Linked DNA regions of Mus musculus: all the other regions are linked to region 3. Evidence: chromatin contacts called from public HiChIP or PLAC-seq data. All regions are on one chromosome and are shown on one strand. The core of a region is the stretch at or near the end of the contact, and the rest is flanking DNA. Distances in the headings are between cores, read along the strand shown.

Region 1 (3,013 bases), core at 209-2,708, 75 kb after region 3:
GTCTCCAAAACAAACCCAACATGGACGACTGATGGGGCTTCTGCTCACAGACATGCACATGGTCTTGGCACACACTGCTGCTGCCCTGCTAATTAAAGTCGAACTCTACCCTTGACTGGATAGCCTTCTAAGCTCGGCACAATATGGAGGACCCCCTTCATTGGCAGGGCTTCCCCTTTTCCGAACTTGTCTGGGGAGTTCAACTCCCCAGGCCCTATGCCTCTATCTGCAGAATGTCATGTAACCTTAATTAGATTACAGGTTCAACTTCCTTTCTCCCGATAAGAACCCATTCAGCTACAACCTGAGATTGCTGAAATGCTTCCCTATGCTAATGGGCATTTTGGTACCCAAAGCCTTCAGCCAGTGACCGTTGCCCATCCTGGGTGTTTCTATCCCTAGTCCCCAAAACTATATAAGTCCTGATCACCCCAAGTAAAGTTGATATGCCTCCCTGTAGCTGGTCTCAGTGTGTCATCCCCTTGACCCCGTAACCCTTCAACACCACGAGAGAGAGGGGGGAATGCAATCAAATTAAGCACAGATTTAAAACAAACAAGGAGAACTTGAGCTGAACATCAACGTTCATCTCCCCCTGCTTCCTGACTGCAGACTCAATGAATGTGTCCGGCTGCCTTTGGGTCCTAGTGGACTATGCCCTTGAGCCATGAGCCCAGATTAATCCTTCCTCCCTTATGGGTCAAGTTATGACACAGCACTAACAAAGACCTGGAGGCAGAAAGGACCATCTGGGCCTCCTTGCTCAGTGCCTCAGTTTCCTAGTTGGGACAGGGGGATGACTCCCATTCCCTGTCTTGCTCTGGAGTGGGGGATTGGCTTAGCTTGCGTGTGTCCCTTACAGTCAGTGTCAGGTGGTATTGGACATTAGCCTTGGGTGCCCCCAAGGCTCTCTCAGTCAACTCTTAGTGGTGGTGGGCTGGGTTCAGGAGGTCTGCCAGACTCAGAGGAGTCACATGGGCACCAAGGGGTGGGTCGCTTTGCTCCACCAAGCCTCTTCTGCCCTTGGCGGAATCTTCAGCTCCTCTGAGGTCTTTGATGGCATTCCAGCCAACCTTTTCCAGATGTGCTGAGTGGAGGGCTTTGGAGGAACTCTCTCCTCCTCATCTGCCTCCTCATTCCACCTCTGCCAGACGATCCCCTGCTGGCTGGCCTCCTGCTTTGGTGGGGCTGCCTGCTGCTCAGGGGGCAGACGCCTGCCAGGCTAAATGGAGTTCTGATTTAAATACTTTAAGATGTGGGCTAGCCTTCCTGTCCCTCCTCCTCTTCCTCCCACCCCCCATTCTTCCGCCTCTTTCTTCTTCCCCTCCTTTCTTCTCCCCCATTCCCCTTCCCCTTCCTCCTCTTCACCCTGACTGCGGAATCTCAGAGGCTTTCTTGTCTAGGTGATGCTTCCCACCTCTGTGGACCTGAGCTACAAACGGAAGCAGCTGTCTGCTGAGTCTGCTGTCTCTTCCCTGTTGCTCTTGGTGTGTACTTGTGTATGTGTGTAGGCGTGTGGTATATGCATGCAGAGTCCATAGATCTACCTCAGGTGGCACTAGTGTCACCATCTTGTTGTTTGAGATACAATCTCTTATGTAGCCTGGCACTTGCCAGTTTGGCTAGGCTAGATGGCTAGCAAGCCCAGGTATATACCTGTGTCCACATCCAACAGTTAACTTTTCTATTACTATTATTATGATGATGATGATGATGATGATGATGTAAATGTCCAGGCCAGAGGACACCTTTATGGAGCTAATTCTCTCATTCCACATTTGTAGTATGGATTCCAGGAATTGAACCCAGGTCTCCAGGCCTGTGTGGCAAGCCCTTCACACACTGAGCCATCTTGCTGGCCCATGGCCAGCATTTTCATATGGGTCTTGGGACTCAGGCAGGTTCTGGTCCTAATCATTTCAAGCACTCTACCCACTGATCTCTCTCTCTCTCTCTCTCTCTCTCTCTCTCTCTCTTTCTCTCTCTCTCTAGCCCTCATCTGATTTCATTGTTGTTTTTGAGACAGGCTCTCACTAGGAAGCCCAGGCTAATGTCAAACTCACAATTCTCTTGCCTAAGTTGTCTGTGGCTGCCCCTGGGGAATGCTAGAGGCCAAACACAACCCTCCTCCCGGAGGACTGCAGTGGGACCTCCCCTCCCTCCCTCCCTGCTGGTCCTCTGCTGCTCCTCAGGAGCTAATCTCCTTCCTCTGAGCAGTGCCTCCTTGTTTCCTGCGGAGGCTTTGCTACCTCCCAGCCTGTTCCTCTTCACCGAGGTCTCTGATGAGGCATCGGAGAACCAGGCAAGCAAGGGGGCTGGAAAGATGACCTGGCCAGTGAGAGAGGGATGCAAGACTCGTAGGATGAGGTCTTAGGATGAGCCAGTGGCTCCCAGACTGTGGCAGTACCCAGGCTCCCATTAAGAGACCTCACGTTACTACAGGGAGATGTCCTTTGAAGGCCAGAGGGTTATGGCCTCTACGCATCTATTTCCAGTAATTGAGTATCTCACCCCCATAGGAATACCTTTTGCAAATCTCTTTCTTTTAAAAATGTATTTATTCACTTATTTATTTAGTGTGTGTGTGTCCACATGTGTGCGTGCACCATGGCACACATGTGGCCGCCTCAAGACAACTTTCAGGAGTCAGGGCTCTCCTTCCACCTTGTAGGTAGGTCCTGGGGATTGAACTTGGGTGGTCAGTCTTGGCAGCAGGCACCTTTCCCAGCTGAGCCATCTTGCCAGTCCTTCTAATCTCCTTTGAAGCAACCTGCTTTTGGGCACACCTTGGACATTTCTGCAGACTTTCAGGATAGTCACTGAGAAGCTGTGGGTCTGTAGCAGGTCCCCCTCTGAGTTCTCTGCATGCCACATAATTGTGATTTTGACCATTTCTTTGGAGGACCTGTATGTCCTTGAAGGGCATGTTAGTGTCTTAGCTAGGGGTTCTCTTCTGTGAGAAAATATGAATGTAGTCTACCATCCATGTAAGTAAGACAGGAATTCATGACAG
Region 2 (2,955 bases), core at 100-2,599, 120 kb after region 3:
CCCCTTTCAAGCATGCCCCTAGATGGCTGTCTAACCTCTTCTTGGGCAACTCTAGAGATGGGCACTCACTCTCTCTGAGCTGATCCACTCAGCCTGCCCTGCGGCTCATCCCCTGAGGAGGTAGGGAGGGTCTGGCCTGTATGAAGTCTGCCCAGGGGAACTGAGAGGCCCATCTGTTTGCTCTGCCTTTTTGACCGGTAGCCTAGGCCTCCCCCTCCTCCCTCTCCTCCCCCTCTTCCTGCCTCTCCTCTCACTTCTCTCTCTCCTCCCCCTCCTCCCCCACTTCTACTTCCTCCCCTTCCTCCCACTCCTCTGTTCTCTCCCTCTTCCCACCTCTGTCTTCTCCCTCTTCCCCCTCTTCCCACTCCTGCCATTTCTTTCTCATCCTTCATTGCATCCTCTCTTCCCTTCTGCCTCCCCTTTCATTCCTTCCTTCCCTCTTTCTCTGTCTCTTCCCTCCCTCCCTCCTCCCACTTTCTCTCTCCATTCATCTTTCCTTCTTCCCCTCCTTCTGCACCTCACATCTTCCTCCAGTCCTTTTCTCCTTCCCCCTGCTCCCTGCTCCCTGCTCCCTGCTCCCTGCTCCCTGCTCCCTGCTCCCTGCTCCCTCCTCCCTGCTCCCTGCTCCCTGCTCCCTCCTCCCTGCTCCCTCCTCCCTCCTCCCTCCTCCCTCCTCCCAGAGAGCTGTTCAGCACCTTGTTGGCTTCACAGGTCCAGCCTGCCTGTTCCTCTGCAACCTTGTCTCTGTACGCACCACCATAAAAAGACGGGACCTTGGGCCAGATGTACAACACTCTCTTCCATCACAAAACCTTCTCTTGACCTTTTTTTTCTCTGTGTCTTTCATCAGTTAGGGGACTTCCTCACAGAACTGGGCCTGCACTTCTAGGCAGCCCCTAGCACACCCCACTGGTCAGGACCACAATGGGGACAGCAGAGATGCCTGAAGACCATGACATTGACTCTAGGCCTCTTGCTGTGGGAAACCACATGGGCAGAGGTTGGAGAAGAGAGCAGTGGCCTTGGTAAAGGCCATGAGTGGGTAGTGGCCATCCCTGCCCCTGGAGAGATCATTGTTTTACACCAACTACAGAGGCCAGTCTCCAGTCAGGTCATTATTTGGGCATGAGAGGAGGGTGGGTTCCAAGACGTGGATCACATAGGAGGCCTGAGCTGGCCCTTTGTGCTGCCAGAGAGCTGAAGAGTGGCAGGTGGCTTTGGGCTAAACAGACCTTCACTCTCCTGCCTCCTCCAGATGACAAATTCCTGGGTCCCTGTAGGTTCAGGGCCCTGTGTAAGCCACCGTCTTTACCAAAGTTCACCACTGTCTCTTAGGACTAGGGACAAAGGTCCCTCCCTTTCTTTCTATTTAAGTTTTATTTAGTTTGTGTTGAGGTAGGATGGGGTAGGGGTGGGTAGGCAGGTGTCACGGCACACACGTGACAGTCAGAGGACAACTTCTGAGAACTGTTGTTTTTTTGTTTTCCTTCCATCATATGGGTCCCTGGGGTCAACCTCAGATTGTCAAGCTTGGCAGCAAGCACCCTGAGCCAGTGAGCCATCCCACCCACCGGCCCTTGCTACCTCTGTCACCTGAGGAGATTCTGAACTGGAAATCCACACCTTGCCCGGCTCCAAGTCCGGGTTGACAGCATTTCCATATGTGGGGAAGATGTTGAAGCCAGAGCCGAGGAACGTGATGATGGGGTCTGGGATGCATAAAGCACACCCCTCCTGTCATCTCCTCCATCCTTGCAGAGCCTCCAGAGGCCCAGCGGGGGCGGGGGGGCGTTATGATGTTTTTACTTTCTCATGTCAAACTCGAGGCCACTGAGCTCAGAGGAATTCTGGGAATCACTCACAGGGCCTACGTGTGAAGGGCTGAGTCTGGATTGATTGATTGATTGATTGATTGATTGATTGATTATTTATTTATTTATTTATTGTAAGGATTGAATCTTGGGTTTCATGTATCACTGATCCACGCCCCCAGCCCCTCCCTGGGGGATTCTAGGCAGGGGCTCTACCACTGAGCCAAACTGTATCCCAGTTGTTGTTTTGTTTTTGTTTTTGTTTTTGTTTTTAAACAGAATCTCACTAAGTTGCCCAGATTGGCCTTGGATACATTCTTTAGGTCAAGTTTTTGACAACAGGACAGACTCAGTGGTAAAGTACTTGCTTAACACGCATGAGGTCCTAAATTCAATCCTAGACCACAAAATCCACCCATCCACCCACCTACACATTCACAACCCTCCCACCCACCTACCCATTCACAACCTTCCCACCCACCTACCCATTCACAACTCTCCCACCCACCTACCCATTCACAACTCTCCCACCCACCTACCCATTCACAACTCTCCCACCCAACTACCCATTCAGACACCCACTCACTCACCTACCCACCTACCCATCCATTCATCTATCCACCAACATACCCATCTACCCACCCACTCACCTATCCATCTACCCCCACCCCACCCCCACCCAATCCACCCACTGGTCCACCCACCTATCTGAAAGAAAGGAAATAATGACCCAGAGTCGTGTTCTACTGAAGAGAAACCTGCTGTCTGTCTCAGCAGCTAAGAGAAATCCTGGTCAGAGTCCTGAGAGGCAAGAACTTCATGTTCCAGAGAGACACCAAAATCAAATTGGCAGGAGGGAGAACCTGAGGCAAAGAGCTAAAGAGCATACATGGAGGGTGTTGACGATGATGTATAGGGCACCCCTCAGTGCTGCGGAATAGCAAAGAAATCATGAGTTCCAGAAGAAACCAGCCCAGCCCCACCTTCACATGGCTTCCCTGGGGAAGCAGTGTGAGAAACTGAGGGGATAGGATTGGGGCGGAGTTGGGAGGGCGGGTCAGCAAACGCCAGGACAGAGCTGCTGGCGGGGGTGGGGCGGTGGAGAGGCACAGGGGACAGGGCGGGCAGGGTCAGGAGGATCCCT
Region 3 (2,965 bases), core at 173-2,672:
TTGACTTCCCCGTCTCTACCTTGTGAGCACTGGAATCGCACGCATGTGCAACCAGCCTGGCTATTTATTTATTTTTAATCATGATTTCCCTAAAGTCTGTAATCCCAGGACTGGGGGAAGCTGAGGCAGGAGGATGACTATAAGTTCCAAGCCAGCCTAGGGTTACATATACAGACCTTATTTCAAACAAAACCAAGATAGGTGGTGAGATAGCTCAGCAGGTAAATGTGATCACTCACTGCATCACATGAGTGCAATCCCCCAGACCCACGTGGCAAAAGGAAAGGATCAATTTCTGAACCCAGAAAGTTTTCTGACCACTACATGCCCTCCCCCTAAATACATACGGCAACAACCAAAACAAACATCAGACTAAAAACAAACAAAACAGAAAACAACAAAATCCCCCCAAAACAAAACAAAAACCAACCAATCAAACAAAAGCACCCGCCAGCCTTGTCATTTACTGGAGTATCAACGCGTTTGCTCTTAGGAAGCAGTGAAGCTTCCGAGGGCAAACACTGCTAGGTACTGCAGATCTGTGTCTGTCGGCCCCAGCTAGACCATGGATGAGGGGTACCTTATCGACTCTAACCCCAGCTCCCTCTTCTTTAATAGTGGAGGGCTGTGGCTGTGGCAGCACCCATCACTACTTATTGTGTGTGGTGTATGCATGCTGACATATGCTTGAGAGCTCGTGTGCAACTGCAGGGGCCACAGGAAGTTATTACTCCCAGCTTCATTCCCCAGAGCCAGGGTCCGTCTCTGAACTTGAAGGTAGACTAGGCTGGCGGCTAGGGTCTCTGATCCCACATGTTGGTTGTGTCCCTGTCTCCCTGCTGGGGATTCGAGCGGTTTCTCAAGGTTGCAAAAGCTCTCTTACCCCTGTGTCATCTCCCCAGCCCATGGACAGCACCTAATTGCTCCGATCACCAGGATCCATTCTGCTATTCCGGACAACGTGAAGGAACTAGACGGTTAACCCAGAGTCACATCACCGGGGGGGGGGGGGGGGGGGTTTCAGGACTGGAGAGGTGGCCTGCGCCCCCACCCACCCCCACCCCCCGGCTCAGGGCTGGGCTTCCCGCGCATCCAGTCCCAGGTCTTGTCCTGATTTCCCGGCTGAAAATCCTCACCGTGGAAGGCTGAACCGAGCCGCGAACACATGAGGAGCCCCGGTTCCCGCCTCAGACCTGCAACTAACGACAGCTTGCTCGCGCCTAACTACATTTCCCAGAGTTTTCAGCGGCAAGCCGTTAGCGGGGCTCGCGACAGAAAATTCATTGGCGCCGAGGTGGTGGTGGCCGGTGACCAGCAAGGTGAATACGCAGATCTGTCGCTAACCCTCACACCTTTCACCCTGTCTACGCGCTCGCCACCACCTGATGCTCACTTCTGGTGTGGGAGGAGGCAGAGCAAGACAAGCCGTTGCCTGGAAAGGAACCAGAACTACAACTCCCAGAATGCTTCGGCATGGACAGCCTCCTGCTTCTCCGAGTAGCCCTAGAAACCGTTGTAGTTGCCACAGAGACTATTCTCAGATTATTTGGGCTCTGCAAGCCAGCGAGCGAAGGAGCAGAAGCCAGATTAGGGGAACGATAAAGGACAAAAGACGATATTTGACTTAAACAATGCTGACGAATACATTGCCATTTTTTCTTCCCACGGATGATCAGGGCCAGAGCAAAGGGCGAACAGCCTTCTAGGAAATGCAGAGAAGCTGCCACAGGAGCTATGGGAAACGTAGTCCATTGATTACTAGCCACGCCTTTAAGGAGAATTCAAACACAGTATTTGCCTTATAAGTACTTAAATAGTATTTAGAAAGTCCCTTTTTTATATTTACCCTCGGAGCCGTTTCAGACACTGCATATCCTAAGTGGAGCTTGTACCTGGCTAGCCTGTCTTCAGCCATCTTCCTTTAAGGTTTGTTGTACACAAAAGTAGACCAAAGGAACCTGTGGCTATTACGATTAATACATACTTCATAAATGTGATGGTTTGTATATTCTTGGGCCAGGGAGTGGCACCATTTGGAGGTGTGACCTGGTTGGAGTAGGTGTGCCTCTGTGGGTGTGAGTTTAAGATTCTCACCCTAGTTGCCTAGGAGTCAGTCTTCCACTAGCCGCCTTTGGATGAAGACATAGAACTCTCAGCTCCTCCTGCACCATGCCTGCCTGGATACTGCCATGCTCCCACCTTGATAATGGACTGAACCTCTGAACCTGTAAGCCAGCCCCAATTAAATGTTTTTATAAGACTTGCCTTGGTCATGGTGTCTGTTCACAGCAGTAAAACCATAACTAAGACAATAACCTATACGGTAGGAAGAAATCTTGAAAACTACTAACGGCTTGTTCTGAGTTAACCTTCAAACTAAATGTTCACTCCAGGACACAATAGGAATGAAAGGCCTGGGTATGAATCTTTCTCTTGCTACACACTGAGAGACGGTAACTAAGGAGACTGGGATCCCAAGAGACAGTGCCAACCACCTGACCAGAGGGTTTGGATAACGATGGCCTTTGTTCTATAATCTGACCAAAACTCTGATAAGACTATAGATGTAGAAGACGGAGCTCATTTTGATTTTCACAGGCTGAGTATCTGGAATCCTGAAGTGGACCTGGGCCACACTGAGGCTTTGGAAACAAGAGGCATGCTTTCAAAGGCTGTATAAAGAGCAACAGAGAGGCCTGCAGCTCTGTGGGTAGACACCTGGCTAACAGGAAGCCCATCTGGCTCCCATCTGTAGCATCACATAAACTGGGCATGGGTAATGGCGGCCTGTGAGAGTGAAGGCAGAAGGATCAGGGATTCAAGGTTATTGTGGGAAGCCACATGTGCCGTTGCAGGGTGGCGCTGGCTTCCGCTGGCCACCATGCATACATAGGCAGTAAAGTTCTTTTGCCAAGATGAGGTTTTGAGAATTAACCAAAATTAACCAATCAGATGAGAGAGGTTA

Evidence for each region. HiChIP or PLAC-seq counts read pairs in DNA pulled down with a chosen protein or histone mark.
Region 1: a contact with region 3 is called in a RAD21 HiChIP or PLAC-seq map of pro-B cells, with 9 times the contacts expected there. The contact joins the enhancer-like site here to the promoter of 4933404O12Rik in region 3. A contact is called at or near these places in 1 of 15 datasets of contacts at CTCF or cohesin (pro-B cells), 3 of 484 Hi-C or Micro-C datasets (myocytes, nephron progenitors and palatal mesenchyme), 6 of 115 datasets of contacts at active chromatin or transcription factors (the 230-238 cell line, T-cell acute lymphoblastic leukemia, embryonic stem cells and 2 more) and 3 of 9 other capture datasets (adipose tissue, liver and pancreatic islet).
Region 2: an H3K27ac HiChIP or PLAC-seq map of embryonic stem cells shows a contact between it and region 3, with 8 read pairs. The contact joins the enhancer-like site here to the promoter of 4933404O12Rik in region 3. A contact is called at or near these places in 1 of 39 promoter capture datasets (neural stem cells), 3 of 15 datasets of contacts at CTCF or cohesin (embryonic stem cells, large pre-B cells and pro-B cells), 17 of 484 Hi-C or Micro-C datasets (the AML12 cell line, cerebral cortex, cortical neurons and 10 more), 22 of 115 datasets of contacts at active chromatin or transcription factors (the 230-238 cell line, the NIH/3T3 cell line, astrocytes and 13 more) and 1 of 9 other capture datasets (adipose tissue).

What each region holds. Positions count from the first base shown.
Region 1 is chr5:136,842,231-136,845,243 of GRCm38.p6, reverse strand. The region is part of intron 2 of Col26a1 (collagen, type XXVI, alpha 1); the gene reads left to right. Among named protein-coding and RNA genes, the nearest start is that of Gm30654, 17 kb to the right of the region's middle. Within about 2 kb of position 1,458, at least 17 of the 459 cell types and tissues checked have an H3K27ac peak or open chromatin away from gene starts, as enhancers often do. A contact at or near this core is called in palatal mesenchyme and pro-B cells, where this site is marked.
Region 2 is chr5:136,794,330-136,797,284 of GRCm38.p6, reverse strand. The region is part of intron 3 of Col26a1 (collagen, type XXVI, alpha 1); the gene reads left to right. Among named protein-coding and RNA genes, the nearest start is that of Gm30654, 31 kb to the left of the region's middle. Within about 2 kb of position 1,349, at least 9 of the 459 cell types and tissues checked have an H3K27ac peak or open chromatin away from gene starts, as enhancers often do. A contact at or near this core is called in the 230-238 cell line, where this site is marked.
Region 3 is chr5:136,917,603-136,920,567 of GRCm38.p6, reverse strand. It overlaps 4933404O12Rik (RIKEN cDNA 4933404O12 gene), which reads right to left and starts at 1,422. Exons shown (of 4, transcript NR_015555.1): 1 at 1,137-1,422.